Linked DNA regions of Mus musculus: region 2 is linked to region 1. The links are chromatin contacts, called in public HiChIP or PLAC-seq maps. All regions are on one chromosome and are shown on one strand. The core of a region is the stretch at or near the end of the contact, and the rest is flanking DNA. Distances in the headings are between cores, read along the strand shown. Region 1 holds the start of Mpped1 (metallophosphoesterase domain containing 1). Region 2 overlaps Efcab6 (EF-hand calcium binding domain 6).

Region 1 (4,569 bases), core at 1,381-3,880:
AACATACTGTAGGGAGGCCACATGCAAAGACCCTTTTTTTTGTTCTGGTGAGGGAGGGTTAGTGGGAGAGACGTGTCACGTTATCACTTCAAGGATTTTGACAGACAGTTCCGGGATGAGGGAGAAAACTCCACCCTTAACTGCTGCACTGGGGACTTGAAAGGCATTCACTAACCTCCGCTAATTGCATGTTTTTCTGTGTGTCATATTTACTTGTTGGAAGTCTTGCCTGGCCCATTCATTTCCTCTACCCCACTATTCGTGATCACTCACAGGCCTGAGGTTGGAAGAGCGAAGGCATTCAGAGAGATTAAACGCGGCCGACTACCTTTTGGCAATAGCTTCCTCTTTTCCATAGGTCCAGGACCTGCTAATCCCACCCACCCCCACCATACCCCATTCTCCATGTGCTCCTTCAGTGAAATCCATCTTCCATCCTTAGTTGTTCAGACAGTGGAGGAAGATGTGTCCTGTATTCGATGAACAGACAAACCAGCTGCTACTGCCTGGGTGGACGGTAGCAAGTTCAAGAGGGAATAAATGGACACACTTTGGATGGATAAAGTATTTAGCAGCCCCATGGGTGTACCAAATATTTTTATAAAACTGCTCTACTTGAGTGCGGGCTCCATGGATCTAGCGGGGGGGGGGGGGGGGCTCCTCCCTGATACAAACTGGGCCCTTGGAGAAATGCTCTCATTTGCCGTCTCCTGCATAAGCCTAGACCTGGTCCAGTGGTGCCTAAATTTGAGGCATCAGTCTGGGTGAGAGTGAGCATCCGTAAACACCACACCACACAGGGCTCACACCTCAGCTGCGTCACGCACACACCTCACTCGGAGCCGACCCTCATCAACGTGAAGGAATCTAATTCACTCTCCAGATCTTCCCAAATTCCTTGGGCTGAGGAGCAGAATCAGAAGGCATCCCTACTCGGAACCATTTCCAAACACACCGATCATAGATGTTCAAGACTAAAACGTCGTCTTTTGAGCGGCCGTGAGCCAATTAACACTGTTCCAACTCTCAGAGAAATTGGAAGAGACACAACCATTTCACTGAAATCCATCTTGAGCAAAAGGGGATTTTATAAGTGTTGAGGGGCTGCCACTCGGAAAGCCAATTTGCAGGGAGACGGGTGGTGCGCAGATTAGTATGCATGCTCCCACAGAGCAGTCCCCTGCAGACTGCGCCTCGACTCATTCCAGACGCCTCCCTGTGACCACCAGCTCCAAAGCCTGGTGTTCTCCTCTGCCTGGGTACCCTACCCAGATGGTCTCCTAATGCCTTGGCTTCTAGCTGAGATGGAGCAGTCACCCCAAAGCCTGTCCAGACTCCCCCCAAGGCATTTTTAGTCATGTGCCAAATACTACTGAAGTTGTTTTAATTTTCCTTTGGCCAAGGCTAGTTGGGGTGTTAATATGGTTAGTGACTGATCCCCACCCCCAACACCCCCCTAATGTAGCTGATCCCTGCTAGCAAGTCTGCCACAACCATTCATAAACCGGCAAGGAGCCCAACCATTCAATGGTGCCTCACTTTTGTTCGCCGGGTTTAATTTTATAATTGTTAACAGTTCGTTCTCCTCCCAGCCATTCAGGGGAAGAAGTGGGGGGGGGGAGGGCTGCAATTCTGAAAGGATGCTGAAGGAGAGGGGACAGTCCAGTAGTGAGGAGGAGACAATCCTGCCAGACTAGCTGGACATCCAGGTCCAATGTGCTCTGTGTCCTGACCTCAATGAACCACTGAGCCTGGGCCCAGAGGGTCAAGAGAGGATGGAGTCTCCAACCCCTAAGACTGGCCTCCTAGTCTCTTTCACATAACATCACTCCTCTGCCCCTGCCTAAACCCAGGAAGGCTGTGTTTGAATTCTCTCTCCCGTAGCATGTCCCAAAATAAACACACAGAGGCACCTTTCGGCTTGGGCACTCCATGAAATACTGTCCTGAAGGACTGGGTGCTGTCTGATTAGTCACTGAAGCCTCTGAGGGGGCACAGCAGAGAGCAGTAAGTGTGTTGAATGAGTGAAGGAAGGATGATGGATTGATAGATGGGTGGATGAATGGACGACACATGGGTGTTAGTGAAGTTCCCGGCAATACCCAGCAAAAGTAGCCACTTGACCAGCATCCGTCCCCTTCTCACCCCTCACCTCCAAGTGTCAGCAGAGGCTGGCAGCACACAGTAGGCTCTCCACAACAGGAGGTGGCTATTGTTACCACCCCCATCATCACTTGCACCCCACCAGCCCTCTCCTCCCACCGGCTACTCCAACAGCAGTCAGCGGCAGTCGACCAGCCTGGGAAAAGTTTCGCTGACCGCGCGGCCCCGGCCGAGCCCCCTCCCGCCAGCCCCGGCCCCGCTGGCTGCGCAGCGGCGGTAGCCGACCCGGGGCCGCGCGCCCGGGGCAAGGCAGAGGCGGCCAAAGTAACTTTACGGGCGCCGCGGGGCCCCCCGGGTGCGGGGACAGGGTCCCAGCCGCGCCCCCTCCGGCCCGCCGCCCGCGCCCAGCCCCGCTCGCACTCCCGGCCCGGCCGGGTCCTACCTGGCCCCGGGCTCCTCTTCGGCGGCCGCGAGCAGCAGCGCGCGCGGAGGGCGGCGGGGGCCCGGCTCCCGCGAGGGCGGCGCGCAGGGGCGGGGGCCTCTGCGCCGCGCGGCCGAGGCTGCGAGTGGGAGCCAGACTCCTCCTTCGCGGGGCGGGGGGCTCCCCGCGCCCCCTCCCCCTCCCCCGCCCGGCTCCGCGCCGCCCCGGCCCCGCGCGCCGCCGCGCCGCTCCGCCCGCGCGCCCGGGCCCCGCAGGAGCGCGATCGCGGCCTCGGGCCCCGGCCCCGCGCGCCCTCCCGCCCGGGTCCCGGCCGCCCCGGCCGCGCCTGGGGCCTCGGCGCCCTCCCGGGCCGGGAGCCCGCATCCCGCCGCTCAGGGGCCGCCCCGCGCCCTCTCCACGCAGCCCCTAGCCCCGGCCGCCGAGCGCCTGGAGAGGGGAGCGGGGCGGGGCGCCCTCACCTCCGGAGCCGCGCGCCGCGCTAGGCACCGCGTGCAGGGGCATGCGTGGCTCCTTCTCGGTGCCCGGGCACCCGCTCCGCGGTTAGGACCCCAACCTGGGGCCACCGGGGTCTCTGTCCATAGAGAGATGCGGACACCTCCCCCTCCCTCAACTGGATCAGGCCAGGGTCCTCTTGTTGAGCCCCTTCTGACTCCCGGTCTCCCAGCCTGGTCTCCTGGGTGGCCCACAGTGGCCTCACCTAGAAACCCAGTACGGGCAGGTAAGCCAGTCTGGAAGGCAGAGGACCTAGTGCTAGGTTTCCAGGAGGCCCTGTCCCGGGAGGCAGAGAGAATGAGACATAGAGGTCTCTCCAGTGCAAAGTTTGAGAGGCCAAAGACCCCCGACCCCTGACCAGGATAAAAAGGAGTCCACAGGGCCTAGCTCTGTCCTGGGCCTCTCCCCACAATGGAACTTAGGAGGGAAGTCCACCCAACATCCCTTAACCAGTATTTGTGGGTTCTACTTGCTTATCACAGAGCCTACCATCTCTCTCAGATGATTAGGGTCAGACCCGCAAGGGCACCTCAGTTGGCACTTGGGGCTTGGGTTGCTCTGAAGGAGAACCCAGTCTTGTGAGAGAGGCAGAGGGAGATATGGCACGTGTGGGAAGAGGGGACAGCCACCTGGGGTGGCTTCCTGAAAGTGGAGATGCTACATGGGGTAAGATCATGCCCAGGCTGGGGAAAAAAACCCTTCTAGATAGAGGCTGGTACAGGCCAGGGTCCTGGGCAGGGTGGGATGCTGAGGCTCTGTGGAGCTAGAAGAAAAAGAAATGGAGGTAAGGTTCTTGGGCGCTTGGCTAAGCCCATGGAGTTTGCTAGGGTGTTAGGGAGCCGTTGAAGGTTATGGCCAGGCCTTGCTATGACCAAGCTTGTGCTTTGAGAGAACTCATTCCAGCATCCCAGACAGGGAGTAGGTCTGGTTAGGAAGAGGCTAAGGAGGAGAAACTGATGGTGCAGAGCTCTCTCCCAGTGGGACCCCATAACTCACCCTGTAGACCCTTCCCTCCTAAGACTACAACACCACTTTGTGCTTCAGAGAACATCCCTGCCTACCTGAGAGACAAGGCTGCAGCTCAGGACATCAGCAGGCTCTCCCTGCTGCCTGCCAAGAACAATGGCACAGCTGGGCATGGCCTTTAGGGGACAAGAGCAGAGACAGAAGACATTCTTGTGACTGTTGTCCCCCCAAAGGCTGGATTTCTCCCAGAGCTCAGTTCCCAGAATACCATCTCTTACTGTGCATCTATTGAGCACCCACTGTATGCCTGGCACTCAGCCTGTTTGGAACCAAGTGTGAGCTTGCCACCAAGAACCCGTCATCACCTGCATCACCTCAGACCCAGGCACTCAGCTTGAACACACCCTGCCTTAGGTAACCTCCACTCCTCTCCTGGTCCAGGCTGAACCAGGAGAGGAGTCCTGGTCAGGCCCTAGGATCGGATGCTGTATCAACAGGGTCTACTAATTATTAGTGAATGGCTCTAAATGATGCAGGGATGAGGATCATGGAGTGGGCAGGACAGA
Region 2 (4,175 bases), core at 1,481-3,980, 220 kb before region 1:
GCCTATGCTTGCTTGTCTGGGGTGTAGCCTTGTGAGCTTTCCCTGTCGACATGAGCAAGTTTATTGGAGTCATCCTTGTTTGGCTTGTGTCCAGGCAATCATGTTGGTGAAACTTTATGGGTGTAGCATCTGACCTTCCAAGGAGACACAGTCTCACAGCAAACTCTCCAGTCCTCTGGCCCTTACACTCCTCCTGCCCCCTCTTCCATAATGTCCCTGAGCCTTGGGTGCAGGAATTGCTCTGTGGATATGTCAATTAGAACTGGGCTCCACAACTCTGCATTTTGATTGGTTCTGGCTTTCTGAAGTGTCCTTTGCAAAGAGAAATTTCCTTGATGAGGGGTATTATTCTGTCCCCCCCCCCCCCCCCCGCTGGTCACCACATCAGCTTGAATAAGATTTAGTTTTGAATAAAGCAGTGTCTGTTGGTATGTGAAAGCTAGCCTGGGGACAAGGACAGTGGGTTTTGTGGGTTTGCCAGAGGGAAAAAGACCACTACCACTGGGTGCCTGGCCTGAAGAAGAGTAAGACTCCATGACCCTCTACTTACCACAGGCTCCTCAGCCTGAACAAACAGGAAGAAGGTAGCAAGGAAGACTGTGGTTTGGAGACGTTACCTGGAACATTTATCTAGAAAAAAAGTATCCATGGGGCTAAAGGGAGACGACAAAGGCATTCCCAGCCCAGTGTGCCCTGGGTGAACCTAGGATCATGCACCAGCTATTCTACACCATTCTCCATGTCCTTCATCTTGTCCATCCAGCTCCCTATGCTAGATACAGGGCCCCACCATGCCTTTCCTGCCCTTCATCCCCCATGACTAGCTCTTACCTGGTCCATGGCTCAGTCCCCTGAGTCTGCCATATTTTCTTTCTTCACGGAGGTTTGTCTGAGTCTTATGAGTTCATGGTGACATTGGCAAGGTGCAGCTCAAGAAACTGCTACAGAGACCCAACATCACTGCAGAGACCCAACATCATTCCAGAGACCCAGGCATCTCTGCAGAGACCCAGGCATCTCTGCAGAGACCCAACATCACTGTATAGACTCAGGCATCTCTGCAGAGACCCAACATCACTGCAGAGACCCAGGAATCACTGCAGAGACTCAACATCACTGTAGAGACCCAGGAATCACTGCAGAGATCCAGGCATCTCTGCAAAGACTCAGGCATCTCTGCAGAGACCCAACATCACTGCAGAGACCCAGGCATCTCTGTATATACCCAACATCACCATAGAGACCCAGGCATCTCTGCAGAGACATAGGTATCACTGCAGAGATCCAGGCATCTCTCCAGAGACTCAAGCATCACTGCAGAGACCCAGGCATCACTGTAGAGACCCAGGCATTTCTCCAGAGACACAAACATCACTGCAGAGACCCAGGCATTGCCTGGGCATCACTCTTGCTTTCTGTGTGCTGCCCAGGAGCTGGCAGGCAGAGGAACTGCTTGGACATGCTGGGGGAGGTGACAGGGCTTGTCCTTGTCTGTTCTTGACAGGATTCAGAACTTCTCATATTCAGGACGTTAGACTGGCTCAAGTCTTGGCAGCACCCAGTGCTGGCCCCATCAGCAAACTTTTCCCGAGAGCCCCCTTGGGTGTGCTTGCTTGCTTCTGAGCAGAGCCTTCTCCAATGACACGCTGCCAAGAGTGGATGCCAGTATGGTGGCAGCCCAGTCTGCCATGCTGTGAAGCTGTGTCCTGAATGAGCTGGGGTTCTCTGCCTGGGTAGAGATACTACCCTAAATGTAGGCATGGTGAGAAAGGAAACCAGGCATAGTGGTGCTTGCTTTTAATGCCAGGGCTCAGGAGGCAGAGACAGGGGGATTGCTGTTAGTTCAAGGTCAGGTCTCTATTACAACTTACAAGCCTGCCAAGGGTTACATAATGAGACTGTGTTTTAACATCATCATCATCAACAACAACAAAAACAACAGCAACAACCTTTTAAAAGAAGGAGAAGGAAGAGAAAGAGAAGAGAAAGGGGGAATGTTTCCTGGGGACCTGGCACCCTGGAGTCCCTCGGTAGACAGGCGTGGGCTTCTTGTCATGGGTCTTCCAAGCCATCGTCTTGGGTGAATGCCTTAGCAATGGAGATGAAGTGCAGGCTCTGTGCGTGGCTGCAGAGTGCATGGCCTCCAGCCTCCCTCCTTATACCTCTATGGGGACACCCAGAACCAGGTCTTTGTTCCATCTGAGGAGCTGCAACTTCTGGGTTTCGTTGATTTGCGTTTCTCTTTTTGTCTGCTCTCTTTTCTCCATTTCCGTGGATCCCATTCAGATGTCTTTTTATGTAAGCTTGTTCAGTTTGGGTAGAATCAGGGTATGCAACGTGTTGGGCCCACGGTGGGGGGTGGGGCGAGGGGGTGGGGGGAGGAAGGAGGGAGGAGGGAGGAGGGAGGAGGGAGTGATCGCCAGAGTGAGCAGAGCCCAGGGACTCAGGCAGACAGGCAGGGAGAGAGGAGGGCTTTGTTAGAGGTGAGCGATGCCTGGCCGGCCGCTGCTCCCCCGCGCGCACGTCCCTGAGTCGAGAGTCTGTGTTTATGAGGCTCTGAATGCGGTCTAATTTTTTCCTATCTGGTTTGGCTCATCTCTACCAGCTGGTAAATAGGAAATGTTCACGGTGGGAAGCCAATACTCCTCAGAGTGTAAACAGATGGAACCCATATAAAGTGACAAGTCAGACTGCGTGGCTGAGAACGTGGAGCCAAAACTCCGAACATAACAGTCAAGCGCCTACTCCGTTCCAGTTCATTTCGCCCCGAGTAGCGCTTCATAGCTGCACAGCTGTGTTGTTTCTTTCTTCCCCCGTCCTTTCTTCTGGGTTGATAATGACAATTTCAAAGAAAAACTTTAATTAAAGATTTTATACAAAATAGCCAAAAGTAGAATAATAAGGAAAATGAGCATTGATGTGTTTATTGTGAGAGGCATCCTTTTTTTTTGTTGGGGGGGGGGGTGGGGTGGAGTGGAGTCTCATTTCAAAATGTTCACTTGTTCAATTTGAAACGAGTTTGGTGGCGGTGACAGAAAGGTGGCAGACAGACAGCAGTGGCTGCTGAGCACTCTCTTGCACTCTGCAGAGAGCCAAGATTGGGGTAGTAGCAGCTCCCTGCTGTGGGGCTCAGACTGCAGGCTGTCCCCTCACGCCCATGCTTATGAGTGTGTGTGTGTATGTGTGTGTGTGTGTGCCTCCGTGCTTCTTTGTATGCAGTTCTTGACCCCCTTCTGTCAGAGCTAGGCAGGAGGAGGTGTCTCCAGCAGAGGGACCTGTTGGCCAGGAGGTCAGAGAGCTGGGAAGGATTCAGTAGTCTCCAGTGTTGTTCTAGAATGGCCTCCTCATAACCAGGCTGGTAGAGTGAGTCGAGGCTTCAGAAAGCAAAGTTTCTGTTCTCTGCCCCTGAAAGTCTGGGTGCTTACAGCTAGGTTGGATGATATGTGCGTGTAGACCCAGTCCTGGCCAAGCAGAGATAGGTGGATCCTTCAGGCTCATGGGCCTGCTAGTCCCAGGCCAGTGAGAGGCCCTTTCTCAAAGTCCAAAATGAATGGCTCCTGCGTAGTGACACTTTGAGGTGTCCTCTGGCCTCTCCATACCTCTTCTCTGTCTGTCTGTCTGTCACTCTCTCTCTCTCTCTCTCTCTCTCTCTCTCTCTCTCTGTGTGTGTCTCTCTCTGTCTCTCTCTCTCTGTCTCTCTGTCTCTCTCTCTCTCACACACACACACTCATACTCATACACTCACACACACTAAAGTCTGGGTGGCCGTATTTATTTGGGCTTGCGGCTTTTCTTCCCAGAGCTCATACTGTGTACAAAGCATTTGGAACAAAGCCCCGCAGAGTAATAACGAGTAATAACGCATCCACTGCAGGCAGTTTATGGAACTGTCGCAGCTCAGTGGGGGACAAATAGGAAGCAGTTGGATTTTCCTCCTCACGCTGCTCTGCAGGCCCACACAGAGCTCCCCTTTCTGTCACTGAGGGATGCCTTTGGCAGGATCACATGGAGGCAAAAGCCAGGCCAGTGCAGGCCCTGGAGTTAGAGGTCTCGGTCACATAGCAGCTCAGGATGCCCTCCTGGGCTGGCTTCTGCCTGTCCTGTCTCTCACATGTGTTCCTCGTGTTCTCAGGTCTTGTTTGGGGAGCCTCAAAATAGTGTGGGTGCCTAATCCT

Evidence for each region. HiChIP or PLAC-seq counts read pairs in DNA pulled down with a chosen protein or histone mark.
Region 2: an H3K4me3 HiChIP or PLAC-seq map of forebrain shows a contact between it and region 1, with 5 times the contacts expected there. The contact joins the enhancer-like site here to the promoter of Mpped1 in region 1. A contact is called at or near these places in 8 of 39 promoter capture datasets (embryonic stem cells, epiblast stem cells, hippocampal neurons and 2 more), 1 of 15 datasets of contacts at CTCF or cohesin (stem cell-derived epiblast-like cells), 4 of 484 Hi-C or Micro-C datasets (cerebellum, cortical neurons and nephron progenitors), 8 of 115 datasets of contacts at active chromatin or transcription factors (SST interneurons, embryonic basal ganglia, embryonic forebrain and 5 more) and 1 of 9 other capture datasets (adipose tissue).

Annotation. Positions count from the first base shown.
Region 1 is chr15:83,778,084-83,782,652 of GRCm38.p6, reverse strand. Mpped1 (metallophosphoesterase domain containing 1) reads right to left here and starts at 2,630. Exons shown (of 7, transcript NM_172610.3): 1 at 2,546-2,630.
Region 2 is chr15:83,996,741-84,000,915 of GRCm38.p6, reverse strand. All of the region lies in intron 6 of Efcab6 (EF-hand calcium binding domain 6), which reads left to right. Among named protein-coding and RNA genes, the nearest start is that of Efcab6, 67 kb to the left of the region's middle. Within about 2 kb of position 2,730, at least 33 of the 459 cell types and tissues checked have an H3K27ac peak or open chromatin away from gene starts, as enhancers often do. A contact at or near this core is called in SST interneurons, cortical neurons, embryonic basal ganglia and 1 more, where this site is marked.